2 separate regions of the Zea mays genome follow, and region 2 is linked to region 1. The links are chromatin contacts, called in public Hi-C maps. All regions are on one chromosome and are shown on one strand. The core of a region is the stretch at or near the end of the contact, and the rest is flanking DNA. Distances in the headings are between cores, read along the strand shown.

The links. Hi-C and Micro-C count contacts between places; a contact is called where the count stands out from the background.
Region 2: a Hi-C map of ear shows a contact between it and region 1, with 2.6 times the contacts expected there. The contact joins the promoter of LOC100384399 here to the promoter of LOC100279176 in region 1. A contact is called at or near these places in 4 of 25 Hi-C or Micro-C datasets (ear, endosperm and leaf).

The regions. Positions count from the first base shown.
Region 1 is chr5:71,315,382-71,319,656 of Zm-B73-REFERENCE-NAM-5.0, forward strand. LOC100279176 reads right to left here and starts at 1,543. Exons shown (of 1, transcript NM_001329105.1): 1 at 978-1,543. The coding sequence starts at 1,509. The coding sequence ends at 1,270. It overlaps LOC732808 (Binding protein homolog 1), which reads right to left. Exons shown (of 8, transcript NM_001291796.1): 5 at 4,146-4,275; 6 at 3,892-4,046; 7 at 3,710-3,792; 8 at 2,904-3,621. The coding sequence ends at 3,123.
Region 2 is chr5:71,535,558-71,539,632 of Zm-B73-REFERENCE-NAM-5.0, forward strand. LOC100384399 reads right to left here and starts at 2,507. Exons shown (of 8, transcript NM_001322102.1): 1 at 2,122-2,507; 2 at 1,660-1,764; 3 at 1,286-1,372; 4 at 1,141-1,191; 5 at 962-1,055; 6 at 726-810; 7 at 474-637; 8 at 81-396. The coding sequence starts at 2,250. The coding sequence ends at 481. It overlaps LOC542546 (global transcription factor C (Spt16)), which reads right to left. Exons shown (of 2, transcript NM_001367417.1): 2 at 2,860-4,075. The coding sequence ends at 3,281.

The sequences.
Region 1 (4,275 bases), core at 293-2,792:
TTATATCTTAAAAAAAGATCAATAGGAAAGACTGCAGTAGCTCAAATTTAGCCACCCTACTAAAATTTAGACCTAAGAATTCTATTTTAGTCCTATCGTTTAACAATTTAGAGACTAAAATTGACTAAACTTTAGTCACTAAACTTTATGAGGTGAATCAAACACTCGCTCAGTCCATCTACAAGAGAGCTAAAATTCCCTTGTCTTCAACTATGAACTTAGCTCCAATCATATTCTTAGGTCTATCCACTTTTTGTCACTAGTAAAGCATATTCTTTTTTAATCATGTTCGTGAGTGCTTCACTTCAAAAATTTCAGTTTTAGTTTTCTAGCTTTATCATAAAACAACTTCAAAGGATTAGTAAGATATGATTCAAGAGTGTTTGATTTGCACAGACTTCAACTTCTACGATTCAATTAATTTTTATGAGTTTCCTAAATTACTCTTGATTATTAACGAGCGGAGAAAGAGACATTAATCAGTAAGTTATGTAACCAATAGTATAATGAGTAATTTTAGTGCAACTTTATGAGCAGGTATAAAAATAGTGTTTTTGAAACACGTTTTCAGGAGCTTCGAAAATTTTCATAAAACCGACTTATAGTATTAGGTTTTTTTTAAGCTAGAGCCAATGAAGTTAGACCTATTAGTGGAGTTAGACCTATTTAGATAGAACAAGCTGAAATATTTAAAATTCTTGAAACGAAGTTATTCCAGACAGCTGGTAGTCTGCGACACCTTCTTGGAGTTACTCAACCATTTCTCGTCAGTTTCTATTTTATTAACTAGGATCATCCTCCTTTTATTATCTTTTATATAGAGGAACTATAGTCTATTTTATGAACTTTTCGTAACTGTTTTCCTATCCCACAACATTCTATTTATATATTTAGAAAAGACAAAATAATAAAGTGACTTCTCCTTCCTTCGGCGCAAGAAAAAAAAAGACCTAACCTGCAACGGGACATATATATACTAGAATTTATTCATGTGGCATACATGATACGTAGAAAAATAAAAATTATATAACATACATCCACAAGGTACGCAAGGCAACGGGGTTTGGCACTTTGCACTGCTACAAATTATCATTATCATTATCACTAACTCTGTTTTAGTTCGTATACGACAAATAAAAAAAAGAAACGAAGAAAATAGTACTAATTAATTATTGGCAATAGCGAGCGTTCAGTCAGCTTCCTGGTTGCAGAAGCCAGAAGATGCAGAGCAAGCAGCCAATCGACGGTCGGACCGGACGGGCCGCTCCATCACTGCCGCTGCCGCCGTCGCCGCCGCTGCCTATAGACCTGCCCCCGGGCCATGTGCAGCAGCTTGGCGCGGTGGATCTTGCGGAACTTGCGGCGGAAGACGCGGCCGGCGATGAGGCGGCTCCACCGCTTGCAGACGAGGGAGGCGTTGACGAGGCTCGCGGGGTCGTCGGGCGGGAGGCGGATGAGGAACTCCTCGACAAGATCGTCCATCAGCGACGCCGCCGTCGGCATCATCATCTCTCCTCTCCTCCCTGGTGGCTGGTGGTGTGATGAGGAAAGAAGCGAGCTGGGCTTTACGGGTAAAATCCCTAAAAAAATACATGTGATATGGATGATGGGCCTGTAGCCCTTCTTGTACGTACGACGAGTTTAGGCCCGCCGAGATTTCCTACACTGTTTCACTTGTTGGGAGCCTGCTAGCCATACAAAGCCTTGAACTGCTGCTAGTTCCTGAAACAGTCAAGGAAAGGGACACTGTCGTGATGGATTCAGGATTTAATAAAACTCTTAAATCAAGTACAATTATAAAACATAGTGTGCCATAAATTGCTGTGCATGCATGCCCTGGTATTGAAAGAATTGTTGCCCAAATAAATTGGAAAAAGTAAACATTCTGTAAGCATGGCATTCAACAGGAACAAGTTCATATTTTAGGGGGAACAGCTTTGGTTATATCACCATGTTTCCAGTTTGGAAAGACTAACAACTTCTGGGGGGTATCAAACCACTGAAGTTGTTATTGCTTAAATCCCTACGGAAAGAGATAGGAAATGACTCAGGATCCCTATTCTATTCTCACAAGAACATGTATATTCCTCCATATCACTTCGGGCATGTATATTCCCCTATATCACTTAGGGCTAGTTTGTTGCTTTCAATCCATGTAGATTGAGTGTGATTGATTGAGTTTAAATCTCAATCAAGTTAAAAAATTTCATAATTTTTTCAATCTCATCTCATCCGTATGAGATAGGAATAATTGAATAAGGTCTTATTAGGGGCAAGAGGGGGAAAGGGTTAAAGGTTGCTAAAGCATGTAGAACAAGCTCAGAAAGCTCAGAAATGGTAACCTGCAGCTCAAAAAGTCAAAATATATGTCGTCCTAGGAAGTGAATTTGGTCAGTAAATGTTGCTCATTTTTTTAAGGCAACACTTAAACTGCTCCTATCGATTGCTTCTATGTAGAATGGCAGTGGTGTTAGAGGAGACTGTTAGGGAGTCTATGATATAAGGTGATTCATAGGAGTGTGTCAAAGGCAACTCCGTTTAGAACTCCCTTTGGAGATGCTCTAAGTTTAATCCTTATTCCATGTAATAAATGGCTAAAACGACAACAGAATAGGGTCGAAGTAAACTATAAATAAACACTGTGCTCTTGATAAAATATTCTGAACTCTAATCTGTTCCCAAGTCTGCACTTTGAAAAAGTTGATTGTGGGGCAATAATGACAACTCGAAGAAAAAGTAGTGAATAGATTAAAATTGCACCTAAAATGGTGGTATGGATGAGAATCTCTTGAAGAACTCATTCAAATCTAACATCCCAACTCACACGAAACCCAGTCACAAGCAATCTACTTTGCACCATTTAATTAGCATTATTACCACAAGGGGGCAAATGCAAGATTTTAAAAGCGCGCCTTCTTTTTTTCACATAAAATTCGAATGCGAATCCTGAACAACCAAGGAAGTAGAAGAAAAAAAATTACAAACAAACAGTTACTACGCTCAGCACGGCTATTGGCAGAGCAGCACCAAGATTAGTAATAAGTATTGTCCGCCGCTAAACACCGTTACAAAATTTGGCTCGGCTCCCGGCACTCCACGTCACCACCACCATCTACAACCATCTACAGCTCGTCGTGGTCGTCGTCAACACCGCCGTCAGCGTCACCGCCAGGGGCGCCGCCCGACCGCTGGTACACGGCCGACACGATGGGGTTGCACACGGCCTCCACCTCCTTGAGCTTCTCCTCGTAGTCCTCCTTCTCGGCCGACTGGTTGTCGTCCAGCCACTCCAGCGCCTCCTTGAGGGCCTCCTCCACCTTCTCCTTCTCCTCCGCCTCCAGCTTGTCCGCGAGCTTGTCCTTGTCGCCCACCGTGTTCTTCATGTTGTACACGTACGTCTCCAGCTGGTTGCGGGCGTCGATCCGCTCCTTCACCTTCTTGTCCTCCTCCGCGAACTCCTCCGCCTCCCGCACCATGCGGTCGATCTCCTCCTGGCTCAGCCGCCCCTTCTCGTTCGTGATCGTGATCTTCTCCGACTTGCCCGTGCCCTTGTCCTCCGCCTTCACGTTTAGGATACCGTTGGCGTCCACCTCGAAGGTCACCTCGATCTGGGGTGTGCCCCTGCACAGTTCATCAGACAACACTGGATTCATTCGTCCATTCATCAAAAAGAGTAATAATTTATCTCCGGACTCCGGTAGCTGCTCACCTTGGAGCTGGCGCAATGCCGTTGAGGTCGAACTTGCCGAGAAGACGGCAGTCCTTGGTCATACTGCGCTCACCCTCAAAGACCTGTATTTATGGATTACAGGACAAAACAAACAGGTCATTACTACCAATCCCGCAGCTGACAATGGAGAATTCAGGCAGCAGAGGAGCAGTAACCGTTACCTGGATGGAGACAGTGGTCTGCTGGTCCTGGTAGGTGGTGAACACCTGCGACTTCTTGGTCGGGATGACAGTGTTCCTCGGGATCAACTTGGTCATGACTCCACCGACGGTCTCGATACCCAGGGTGAGGGGAGCCACATCAAGGAGGAGGATATCTGCATCAAGGCAAAAATCACACTTATGTAAGCAGAATGATCACTTACCAAAAAAAACACCTACCAGTGGCAAAAGAGCACAAAAAACATGAGCCGAACCTTTGGTCTCGTCACCACCCTCGCCGCTCAAGATGCTTCCCTGCACAGCGGCACCAAAGGCAACAGCCTCATCAGGGTTGACACCCTTGTTGGGCTCCTTGCCGTCGAAGTAGTCCCGCAGGAGCTGCTG
Region 2 (4,075 bases), core at 1,257-3,756, 220 kb after region 1:
GTAAGGTTTCAGCATCAAAATAAAAAAACACTCGCAAAAAGAAGGGTAAACGGGGATCTCAACAAAGAAACTTAAAGAAGTTGTGTAAAGTTATGCATTTAGCTCATTTTTTCGAATACATCAAGAAAAGGACATTCTGCATCTTTTTTCAGGAAACCAACATGTTCTGTACAGATGTCACAAAAGAGTACATATCTGCTAACATTTTCTGTTTTTTCTTGCATGCATAGGCTATTCGAACAACGATGCTCCCCATGAGTTTCTTTTAATTAAAAGAACATCCTTATGATGACAGTCCAAACGGATGGCTTGACATGGAGTTGCTCGTACATGTATGCAGAGGACCAAATATGGCATTCCATTTCTCTGTGCTTTTCGTCAACTCCTGTAATCAAACTGTAACCCATGACACACAAGACATTGTTCAGATTCGCTTGCAGATTTTTTTTCGTCTGGGAAGTAAGTTACCTCACCTCAGGGTCATTTATGTTTTTCCTTGTCAAGCGCAATTTCGACAAGCTGAATATTCCCCTGAAGTAAAGCAGCCTTACATGGCGGTAGGAAGGAGAAACCATCCAGCAGTTTCAAACACTTCAAACCCCACTTGACCATCAAAAACTCAATCAGATGATGACCACTGCATAGACAAATCCAACTGATTTATCAGGAATGGTGTTTGCCACACTTCTTCCAAGTGGAACAAGGATGAAATGATTTGTTAATACCTGCGGTTGTGGTATGTGGTTATGAAAACCGCCCCAGAAGAATTTTCGAGAAGAAAGGTCACCGTCGCGAACAGATCATCGAAATCTTGCCAAAATAGAGACAGTGGTATGTCAGTTCACCAATAGCAATGGGTAGGTAGTCAGTAAATGAACAGGCCGCAAAATGATCATCCACATTTAAGAATTACTAAATAACAGTAATAGACTGGACACAGTAGAGTAGAATGGTAGCTCACTTGCTGAGTCGTAAAGTACATCAGCTCCAAGAATAATGTCAGGATGTAAATCAAATACCGATTCATCCCAGTCTCCCCATGTAAGTCCCGAAACCTGCGCAGTTATGGGATAATCCTAAGCTCTCTGAATTCAATAGGATGCAACATGTAAAGCTCTGTACGTGAAATCAAAACCATACAGTACAATTGGCGTCATTGAGAGCACATATGCTTCTGATGTTGTTCAGTACCTACAGTCAGTAAAAACAAGAAGGAAATCAACCATACTGAAAATCTCTGACAACGATCAAACGATAAGGATTCCAAAGACGGATTGGAACTCACTTCTGCATTCTGCGCAATGTCTGTTAGTGTTACATCTGCCCCAACCTTTGCAGCTACTAATCCTGGCAGTGAGGTCCCAGCACCAAGCTGCAAAAAATGATACATGCAAATTAGATAAGAGTGTAACTGTAGCATTGTCCTGTGAAACAATAATGTGCGTGCAGAGGAATGCAGGATTCCACAAAGAGATGATTTCCGGCCTCCTCGGACATGGAGAATGATACCAAGGCCTTAGGACACACGAGCAAGCACTCCTGTTGACCGAAGGTTGTTCGGTGAACTGGCATATTCAAGTGGCCACAGTAGCAAGTGTACCACATTGGTGATTGGTGGATGAGAAATTGAACGAACACAAATATGAGAACGAGTAGTACCTCAACAACTCTGGAAGCAGAGAACCGTGATCTGTGCTGCCACACATACTCGGCAAGGATGACACTGCATGGCCAGACAAACATGCCGTAGTCCTCCTGGATGTTCTGTGCTATGTAGAATGTAAACCCAACCAAAAGAAAATCAGGAAACAAGAGCACAGCAGCAGAGCCATGAGGGCGAAAATCCAAACCACTGGCTCGTGCTTCATGTAGCACCGCACCACGACGTAGCAAACGCCTTGGCGGCAATCTATCAAGCACTTCCTCGGCGTTCCATCAGGCAGCAGCATGGCAACTTCCGCCTTGACGCGCCAGATGTTTCAAAGACGCTGCAACGACTGCCCCGGCGAAACGCCCGGACCCGGGTCGTAGCAACCAGCGTATGAGTAGAGCAGTGGTTCAATCCTACGCGAGCGTGCAGTGGGGAGGTAGGAGCTGGCTGGCACGGATGCGTGCGCGTACCTCGACGATGTCCACGCGGAGGTCGTGGTGGCGCTCAGACGCGCTGCCGCCGAAGTAGTGCCGGGACAAGGTGGTCATACGCGCGGGGACGACGGCAGCGGCCCGCCCACCGGAGCCGCCGCCTTCCATCCCGACGGGCTCTGGCCTGTGCGTGTCGCCGCAACAGAGAGCAAGGACGACGATGCAGACGATTGCAGAGCAGAGTTCACTGCTTTTCGTATATGTATAACAATATAAATTCGGGATGATATCCGGTGCATATCAGGGCTGTGCACATAGAATCCTAGCCTTGAAAATTAAATTTAACTAAACTTGATTGCCATCAAATTCCTAACGAAAGTTCCGCTGTGAATCCCATCTTTTCATGCTTCATGCGGCCAGGAAACTCACACCCAGCTGTAAACGCAGCGGAGCGGGCTTCAAATCATAGGCAGATGCCATCACCAAAACATTCGAGGAACAAGTCTTTTACGGACTGTTTGGTTGATGGCTAATTACGCCATATCTTGCATAAAGTTACTCATTCGGATCGAAAAACTAATCTTAGATTGAAAAGTTAGGCAAAGTGAGTTAATTACGCCACATATTATATAAAGTTACTTTTTCGGATCGAAGAACTAATCTTAGATAGAAAAGTTAGGTAAAATGAGACAAGTTAATCAGTAAACAGACCCTTAGTGGCAAACAAATTGCGGCTGTACACTGTTACAACGACAACCAGATGCAACAAAAAGAAAAAAAAAAGAACCTTAAATATATATATATATCAATCAATGCGTCCACATGCAAGAAACATCCTCCATGCTGCCTTATACGGGTATACAAATACCATGGATAAAGTGCAAGCGTGCATAAATATTATACAGACCGGAAATCCACCGAACAAGGGAAATATTACATCAACGAGGGCATTAACAAATCAATCGACTTAAATTTCGTTTCCCCAATGATGCGACTTCCAAAGTTCAGCTGTCACATTTCATTTAGATGGACTAAGCTACTGCAGATAATCTAGATATAACAAACCACACTCCTACAGACACGTCTACTCCGGGGGCCAAAGCTTCAAGGAGTCCCATTAACCAGAGCTGCCTTCTTGGAGGTGGTGCTCCCTTGAAGCTGCTGCACTTTGGCACGAGCGAATTGCCGAAGGCAGCATTCACCTGAACTTTGGCTTCTTGGAGGGCGGCGCTCCCTTGAAGCTGCTGCGCTCCGGCGCACGCGACTTGCCGAAGGTCTTTGCCTTGCGGCGCCTCCTCTCCTCCTCGCTGTCCGACTCCGCACCGTGCTCACGGTCCGCGTTGCTTGCCTCACGCTCCAGCTCCTCCCAGGTCTTGCCCTTCTCCTCCTCTGAGTCCTCGTCTGACTCCTCATCGTCATCATCAGATTCCACCAAGGACTCACTGTCAGAGTCATCATCTTCTGACTCGGATTCGGGCTCAGCGTCTGAAGGCACATAGCCTTGGTCTGATTCCTCTGTGTCCTCAGTCTCTGAGTCACTCGCCTCCATGTTCAGGAACTCCCAGCCGCCATCGTCAATGAACTTCTGAGGATCATCGATTATAGTTTTCAGGATAGGGCGCCAGTTCAGATTCAGCCTGCTCTCATAGTACTTGAGGTCAGTTGTGTCCAGCCATTCCTTTATCGCGTCAAGCGATGCTGAAGGGATGGAGTCAATGCGGAGAACGTCTTTCTTGAAATCCTTGAACACGATAGCCATGTCGAAGTTCTTTGTCCCAAAGCCCACCCTCTCCAGGTTAACAATCTCTATCTCGCTCAGGCTCACCACAAGGAAGGGGGTCTCAATCAGCTCAACCAAACATGTAGAAGTTGGAATAATGAAAGCAGAAGCTTTATATGGGACACCATGGAACCCAAGCTCTCTAAGGGGGACATCAAACTCCAGGTCAAGCCCCTTGAACTGTGGTTGCGACCAGTGGTCGTTAACCTTGTT